Regions from separate parts of the Anas platyrhynchos genome. Here region 2 is linked to region 1. Evidence: chromatin contacts called from public Hi-C data. All regions are on one chromosome and are shown on one strand. The core of a region is the stretch at or near the end of the contact, and the rest is flanking DNA. Distances in the headings are between cores, read along the strand shown. Region 1 has its middle 55 kb from the start of MAF. Region 2 holds the start of MAF (MAF bZIP transcription factor).

Region 1 (3,974 bases), core at 777-3,276:
ACTTAAATCTTTGAAAACTGATGTTGTTCAGCAATGCATTTTCCTCAAAAGTAATTATATACCAGCTAAGTTGCTACATAACAGTCAGCTCTGTGTTGTGCTCTAAATATAATCATTCTTTGGATTTTGTGGAGCCCATTAGCCCTGATGGGCTGGAAACACAACCCTCAGTACAGAAGTGCAATTTGGGAGATGATAGGAATTTCCCGTTTCCAAGAGGACAGCATTTTTCTTTTTGCACAGGAATATCTCACAGTGTAAACAGGTACCCTGACTGTATTTCTTAGTACATCTGCTCCATTGTAATTTTAGGACTATTTAAACAACAATGAGCAAGGAAATCCATGAGGCAAATCTGAATTAACAGGCTGAGGAATGATGCAAGCTCTGTCTTTCATTTCGTGTATGTATTATCATCTTTGCACTGTGTTTGCTATATTTTCCAGTAGCCTGCACGATATATTTAATACTCCAGCTAATCAAAAGCTGAAATCCTTTCACCAGGAAAGGTGGTGAAAGTTACAGAGGACTATTGGTCCATGTAAAACTTTCCTGTCAGCTCTGATCAGGAGAATCTGCTTGGAAATACACACAAAATAAAAATGAGGACTGAAGGCAGTGGGAAGAGATAAGGTACAGGGAGCAGAAAGTGACCTGGTGTTCCCTTGTTTGTCCTATATTCTCCTTGGTCTACACAATCTTAAAAAGTTGGTGACTAAGGCAAAATTTCAAGGTGCAGACACTCCCCAACCTGAAAGACTGACATTGATTAGTGCCATTAAATAGTTTCCCCTGTTTTTTTTTTGGTTTTTTTTTTGATGCTCCTTCTTTGAGTTCACTGCCTTCCAGGGTGTCTTCAAAACTTGTATTCCTTTTATGGACAATGAGATACGGATGTTTTGCAATTAATGCTGTGATAAGGTTTTCTGACTTGTTTCCATCTCAGCTGGGGTGATGCTCTTTAAGGGTACAAGACGATTTGTGCTGAAGTTAGCATGATGATCCTTGTCCTCATTCCACATACATGTACAGTAGATAACGGTGGTTTTGGGGGGTGGGGAGAAGAAGAAGAAAGAAAAAGATTGTCTTCAAATGGAAGTGGCTAAGGAAAGTAACTAAAATGAAGTGAGTTTTTTAAAGTAACCAAGGTAAACGGCTTCCTGCAAACACCCCTTAGTGTCACGCCTTCTTTACCTTATCTGCTTTCTTCTGATGCTTTTAGCCAATTTCTAGAGCATTGCCTATGTTAACAGTGGCACTTGTACAACTTAATTTTCCATTGCCATGGTGAGAACTCCTGGTGTTCCAGTCCTACTCTTTTGTCAAGTAACAGTTCTTTAATTATTCTGTAATAATTTCAGCAATATTTTCCCTAAACCCTATGGGCATTTTCTTGAGGGTATGCACTGGCTTGGTACTGACATTATGTGTGTGCGTGACTTTGGCAAGAAAAAGATATTTCTCCTCTCCATTTGCATTATTTCCTGCAAATCTCCATACACTTCATTTCTGTTTTGTAATCTGAGGTCACATTTCTGCACACACATTGCGTTACAACAGTCTGATCATGGCAAAACCGGGATGTTTCGTTTCCTGTTATCCTCACAGGAGCAACCTTCTCTGTGTTCTCTCACAGATACACGAGGGACATACCTTACACTTCTTCAGTTTCCCTCAGTATCTCAAGAAGAAAGAGACATTAGGGGACAGGATGGAACCAGAAGTGTCTCGACAGCACCATTCTTACAGTTTAGCAATCCCTAAGGACCCTTGATTGGGATCCCTCTAGGGCATGAAGCCATCTCCCGCACCAACAGTTGTCCATCCAGGTGTGGTCAGGGTCACTCTCTGATGAATGCTTGCTAAGTATTGGAGGACAAATTTAAAGCTAATGCAAGGCATGTCTCCAGGACAGCGTCCTCTGTCTTCATTTTATGTCATATCAGGCTTCAAGTATTACATTGTGTTGTCATGCCAGGATATTTTTAATGTCCTAGAGACTGAAAACAACAACAAAAAATGTTTTGTCTCTTGGCTGGAGGATTTGCTCATGTTTGTTCCAGTCTAATTTAACTCCAGTTGAATTCAGAGCATCCTGTTTCTAGACTTAACCTTGGGACATACATATTCTGATATCTGTTTACTTCAAATACCATGCTTTAGCAAAACAGTCAGTGCTTGTAATAACTGAATAGCTGCTTCCTTACAACACCCGCTAAAAGACACTGCAAGAAAAAGAGCTCAGATTCACAGGATTTAAAAAAAAAAAAAAACACTTGCCAAATTATGAGTTTTAAAATTTACATGACATTCTTTGTTGAAGTCAACAGTAATCAAGTTCAAAGCAGGATTAGACAACCAATGGCACTCATATAACACTGAAAATGCAAACCACTTAAGAGGCTATTGTACAACAATGTAGTAAAGTTTCTGGCACCAACAGTCATGTTATTTAGATAAATACGGATACATATTTGTGTGTATATGTGGCACATGTGCGCCCCAGACATTATTCAGCCCTAATGATGCCAGAGTTCTATTGAAGAGAATGTCAATTGGAAATAGTGTCTGAAAATATCACGTTTTCCTCATTTGGGGGTGAAGAGAAAGGAGAGCACTGGGCTATAGGGCACAGTGACTAGGCTTACATTAGGAAAGCCTATGTTCCTATATGTTCCTGTTTCTGTTTTCTTATTGTGAGGGAAATAAAACGGGAGAAGGAAGGGGCAGTGTGTGAAGAAAAGATCTTTCCTATAGATGTATCTTGATTGCTGGAGTTTCAGGGTTATGACCATTTCATGGAACGCTTTTAGCTGAGAAAACAAAGACTCTTAAAATTAATACAGCGTTCGTACAGTTAATACAATCCTCCTTTGGCAGGAATAGACATCCACCATTTTAGCAAGGAAGAGACAAATGTGTTGGTATGTAAATCTGATTTTTTTTCCCAGATAGCCAGAATGCCATTACTGGGGATTTCCTGCCCTGTCTTTCTGAAGTGGGGCTGTATCCATTCTACCACCCCCATGCACAGGGAACGGGATCTCAGACACATCTAGTGATGGTTACCAGAATACATGGGATTGCTTTAGCATAGCAGAAACTAAATGCAATGGGTAATGTGGAGACCATGAATTTGTCTCAGGTATATATTTAGCCATGTTTTGAAGTGGCTGGCAAGTCCTTTCTTTCAGATTTCCTTTGTATCTAGAAGGTGACACAAGGACTAAAAGTGGCAAACCTGTAGGACTCGCAGCTTTTAGGGGATGTAACTGATTCACCAAAGTCAAGGCAAGTGCAAATTTGGGATAGAGGAGTGTCAGATGTCCCTTATGATCAGCTATGGTTTTGTGTGCGAGCTCTGGTGCTATCTGTGCTCTGGACTGCCGTGTAGTTGTCCTCTGTGCAAAGCTACTATCAGCGGGTTTGGGGACCTCCAGATCTGATACTGAACGGTCGTGGCTAGGCTGTGGAACAACGTGGTAGAGATTGTTTATAATAATCTTTGGAAAAAAAAAAAAAGATGGCTTGTCATCGTATCGCAGTGTTCCTGATTATGTGTTACATACTGAAGCTATTTAACACACAACATTAACAACCTACAACTCTCAATGCTTTATAAAGCCAGCCAGTATCTCGATTCTTATTTTGCAATATTTACACTTGAATTTTTATGGGACACAAGTTGATTTCCCAACCAAAGTTTGTTGAATGGATGTTTGCGGTGGACAATCGTATCAGCATGTGTGCTTACATGGAGCACAAGCGTTTCGGTGCCTCCCAGCAAACAATACATACGCTGAACTCCAAGTGACCTAGTTGTCTTTGCTAATCGCTCGCTGATTACTGGCTAATCAGTGCCTTGTTTAGAGCAGCTAAGCCAAAACCACTCTCTGCTATGCTGCACTTGGAAAGTGGGATGCATTTTTTGGTCATCATCGTTTCTGTGCTAGTAGAGGTGGACGATGAAATGC
Region 2 (4,117 bases), core at 112-2,611, 55 kb after region 1:
GTCAGAAGATGTTATCCATTCGTGAATCCACTAGCCAAGTATTATTTCCGAAGCAGAGATTCTTTGGCTATCGCAAATGATGATTTTCACAGTTGGTGAAAAATTACCCAGAGACTTGCCTGCACCTACAAAGTCATACCCCGTGCACGGTTATAAATAGCAAACTCGGAGGGGGAAGGGACCGGGCAAGGGGAGAAGGGAGGATTTGAAGTACAATGTTCAAGAAGCTGGTTTAATATATGACCAAGTGTCAGAAGTCAGGTTTCTGAGAATTACTTTTCAGATAAACAACTTTATAGCACCGCACTTAATCTTACTTACTAGAGACATCTCATTTATCACGGAATTACAAGTAACTTTAATTCTATCGATATTCCCATAAAGCCCGCTCGACAAAGCGAGCCTGGCAGCTCGGCAGGCTGCGGGCTTCCCCGGCCCAAGGGGGGCCAAGAAGGGACCCCAACCGAGCCGACCTGAGCCGGGCCGGGCCGGGCCAGCCCCGACGGCGGAGCCCCGACGGCACGGCACGGCACGGCACAGCTCGGCACGGCCCGGCACGGCTCGGCTCTGCTCCCGCGGCTCGGCGCCGGCCGGGGACGGCCTCGGCACTGACCTTTCGACGAGAGATGGCGCTGTCGAGGTTTGAACGGAGCCGCTCCGCCGCCGCTCGGCACCGCCGGGTGCAGCCCGCTCCGCGCTCGCACGGCTCCCCCCCCTCCAGCCCCGGCCGGGGGGCACCGGGAGGGGAGGCTAAAAAGAAGACAATTAGTTTCGCGATGTATTCCGTTAATTAGCCCGGCCAGGCCGGCCGAGCGCCGGCGGGAGCGGGGCTTGCAAACTTGCAGGGCTTTCGGACCTCTCTGCTGGGGACGGCCGGGGAACGATCGCTGCCGGCAGCAAGCGGCAGACCCAGGGGGGAGCCGCCGCGGGGGGGCGGCCCGGGGGTCTCGGTACCGGCACCAGGTAGCGGCTGGAGCCCGGCTGAGCCCGGCAGCACCGCCGAGCCCCGCGGAGCCCCCCGGAGCAGCCCCCTCCCTCGGGCCGTCCCCGCACGCCCCCGGGCCAAGTCCCCCGGTGCCCTCGGGTGCCCGGCCGGCCAGGAGCACCCGAGGGCTCCGCACCCCGGGGCAGAGCAGGACAGAACAGGACAAAGCAGGACAGAGCAGGACAAAGCAGGACAAAGCAAGGCAGCGCGGAGCGGAGCGGAGCGGAGCCGGGCGGGCACCCGACGGCGCGTCCCGGCGGGAGGAGCGGCCCCAGCCCGGTGCCCGGTCCCCGGTGAACGGGGCGGGCAGGAAGGGGTTACGGCGCTCCCAGCTGACAGTCAGCTGATTGCGCCCTGATTGACAGCCCCGAAAAGTTTCCTTGTTTCTATACTATTATGCTAATGCCGGCGGCTGCAGGCAGCCCATTGGGCCGCCCGCCCAGCCAATTTGCCATTCGGAGGCTGACGTCAGGAGCGCTATAAAACTCTGCAATGCTTTTAAACTCTCCTGCTGGATGAAACCTTTAAAATATTTTTCATCTTCTTGCCGTAGCTTTGGGGTTGAGTTGTGTTTTTTTTTTTTTTTTTCTCTCTCTCTCCTTTTTTTTTTTTTTTATGATTGTTATTATTTTGGTTGCGATATCGACTTTGATTTTTTTTTTGTCTTCGGTCTCTTCTCCCTCCTCCTTTCCCCGATGAACCTCTCTCCTCGCTTTGCACTTTGCATGAGAAAGCCCAGAGGAAAGGCACCATGAAGTGTTAAAAATAACCAAACTGAACCTAAAAAAAAAAAAAAAAAGAAAAGAGATTTACTCGCAACAACACCAGCTAACACTTCCAGCTGCAGTTTGCAAGCTGCAAAAAGAGAGAGAGGAGAGAGAGAGAGAGGAGGAAAAAAAAAAAAAAACCTTTATGCAAAAGGCGAATAGCGAGAGCCCCTCGCTCTGATGCATCAGCAGCAGCGGAGACTCTGCAAGGGATAACGCGGAGCCGGAGCGAGAGCGGCCGGGGCGGAGCGGAGCGGAGCCGGAGCCGAGGCTGCGGCGAGAGGCAGCGGCAGGAGGAGCGGTGCGGAGGGGTGCGGAGCGGTGCGGAGCGGTGCGGAGCGGAGCTCGCCCGGCAGCAAGCTGGCTCACCCGGCGGCAACTCAGAGCAGTCCCCTCGCTCCCGGAGCGCACCCTTTCTGGAGGACTGTCAGCAGCAAAAGGATGGCATCAGAACTGGCAATGAGCGGCTCCGACCTGCCCACCAGTCCCCTGGCCATGGAATATGTTAATGACTTCGATCTGATGAAGTTTGAAGTGAAAAAGGAGCCGGTGGAGACCGACCGCATTATCAGCCAGTGCGGCCGCTTGATCGCCGGGGGCTCGCTCTCCTCCACCCCGATGAGCACGCCCTGCAGCTCGGTGCCCCCGTCCCCCAGCTTCTCGGCGCCCAGCCCCGGCTCCGGCAGCGACCAGAAGGGCCACCTGGAAGACTACTACTGGATGACGGGCTACCCGCAGCAGCTCAACCCCGAGGCGCTGGGCTTCAGCCCGGAGGACGCGGTGGAGGCGCTCATCAACAGCAGCCACCACCCGCTGCCCGGCGCCTTCGATGGCTATGCTAGAGGGCAGCAGCTGGCCGCGGCCGCCGGCTCCGGGGGCTCGGGGCCGGCCGAGGAGATGGGCTCGGCGGCCGCCGTGGTGTCGGCGGTGATCGCCGCGGCGGCGGCGCAGGGCGGCGCGCCCCACTACCACCACCACCACCACCACCACCCGCACCACGGCGCCGGGGGGCACCCCCACGGCGCGGCGCCGGGCAGCGCGCCGCCTTCCTCCTCCTCCTCCTCCTCCTCCTCCTCGTCGTCGTCGGCCGCCGGCTCCGGAGGCGGCGGCGGCGGCGGCGGCGGCGGCGGCGGGGGCGCCGGGGGGCTGCACCACCCGCACCACGGCGGAGGCGGCCTGCACTTCGACGACCGCTTCTCGGACGAGCAGCTGGTCACCATGTCCGTGCGGGAGCTCAACCGGCAGCTGCGGGGCGTCAGCAAGGAAGAGGTGATCCGGCTGAAGCAGAAGAGGAGGACCCTCAAAAACAGGGGCTATGCCCAGTCCTGCCGCTTCAAGAGGGTCCAGCAGCGGCACGTCCTGGAGTCGGAGAAGAACCAGCTGCTGCAGCAAGTGGAGCACCTAAAGCAGGAGATCTCCAGGCTGGTCCGGGAGAGGGACGCCTACAAGGAAAAGTACGAGAAGCTGGTCAGCAATGGCTTCAGAGAAAACGGATCCAGCAGCGACAACCCTTCCTCTCCAGAGTTTTTCATGTGAGTGCCCACAGCCTTGCCACCTTAACTAAAAGTTCTCCGTGTGAGTTGTTGTTGGGGGCTTTGCTAGAGCGACAACCCAGCTTGCCACCTCGTGTCACTTTTTCTTTTTTTTTTGTTTTTAAACTCAAAACGATTTTAAAACCAAGTTGGTTTTGGGTTGATTTTTTTTTTTTAAGGTGGGCTGGCTCCGTGTTGGCCGACCTAAAGTTCTACATGAGTTTCTTTTCTGTTTATTATTATTATTTTTATTTTTTTTTGTGGGGGCTTGCTGTTGTTTTTTTTTTTTTTTTTTAAATTTAAAAGATCCAACTCACCACCAACTCAGTTCTTCATATGAAGCTTGCTCTTCTTTGAAACCTGCCATCCACATTATATATATATTTTTAAGTTCATGAGTTTTTTTTTCTTTTGAGCTTGCTGTGTCCAAAAGAGTCAGATTTTTTTTTGCCATCCTGAGTTCTTCATATGAGATTTGAGCTTTGCGAAAAGTAAATAATAAAAAAAAAAAACACAAAAAAAAAACAAACAAAAAAAACATAAAACAAAAAAAATACACAAAAAAATACAAAAACAATGTGAAATTTTTAGACTCCAGCTTGCTGAGTTCCATCAGTTTTTAGCGTTGTTGTGCAAAACTAGAGATATACCTAGATCAACCTGCCAAAATCAAGCCTGCATCAACCTTCGGTGTGTTCATGTGAGTTTTGGCCTTAATCTGCCAAACGTGAGACTTTAGTCTGCCATTAGAATCCCATACTCATCTCATGCATTACGCTTGCTATTTTGTCTTAGCAACAATGAACTATAACTGTTTCAAAAGACTATGAAAA

What was found. A called contact is a pair of places that touch in the nucleus more often than the background predicts.
Region 2: a Hi-C map of skeletal muscle shows a contact between it and region 1, with 5 times the contacts expected there. The contact joins the promoter of MAF here to the enhancer-like site in region 1. A contact is called at or near these places in 2 of 8 Hi-C or Micro-C datasets (liver and skeletal muscle).

The regions. Positions count from the first base shown.
Region 1 is chr12:5,889,570-5,893,543 of IASCAAS_PekinDuck_T2T, forward strand. No RefSeq gene overlaps it. Among named protein-coding and RNA genes, the nearest start is that of MAF, 55 kb to the right of the region's middle. Within about 2 kb of position 2,027, at least 3 of the 8 cell types and tissues checked have an H3K27ac peak or open chromatin away from gene starts, as enhancers often do.
Region 2 is chr12:5,945,263-5,949,379 of IASCAAS_PekinDuck_T2T, forward strand. MAF (MAF bZIP transcription factor) reads left to right here and starts at 1,362. Exons shown (of 4, transcript XR_005268829.2): 1 at 1,362-3,284. It overlaps LOC140003533, which reads right to left and starts at 1,525. Exons shown (of 3, transcript XM_072043996.1): 1 at 1,508-1,525; 2 at 614-1,376. The coding sequence starts at 1,525.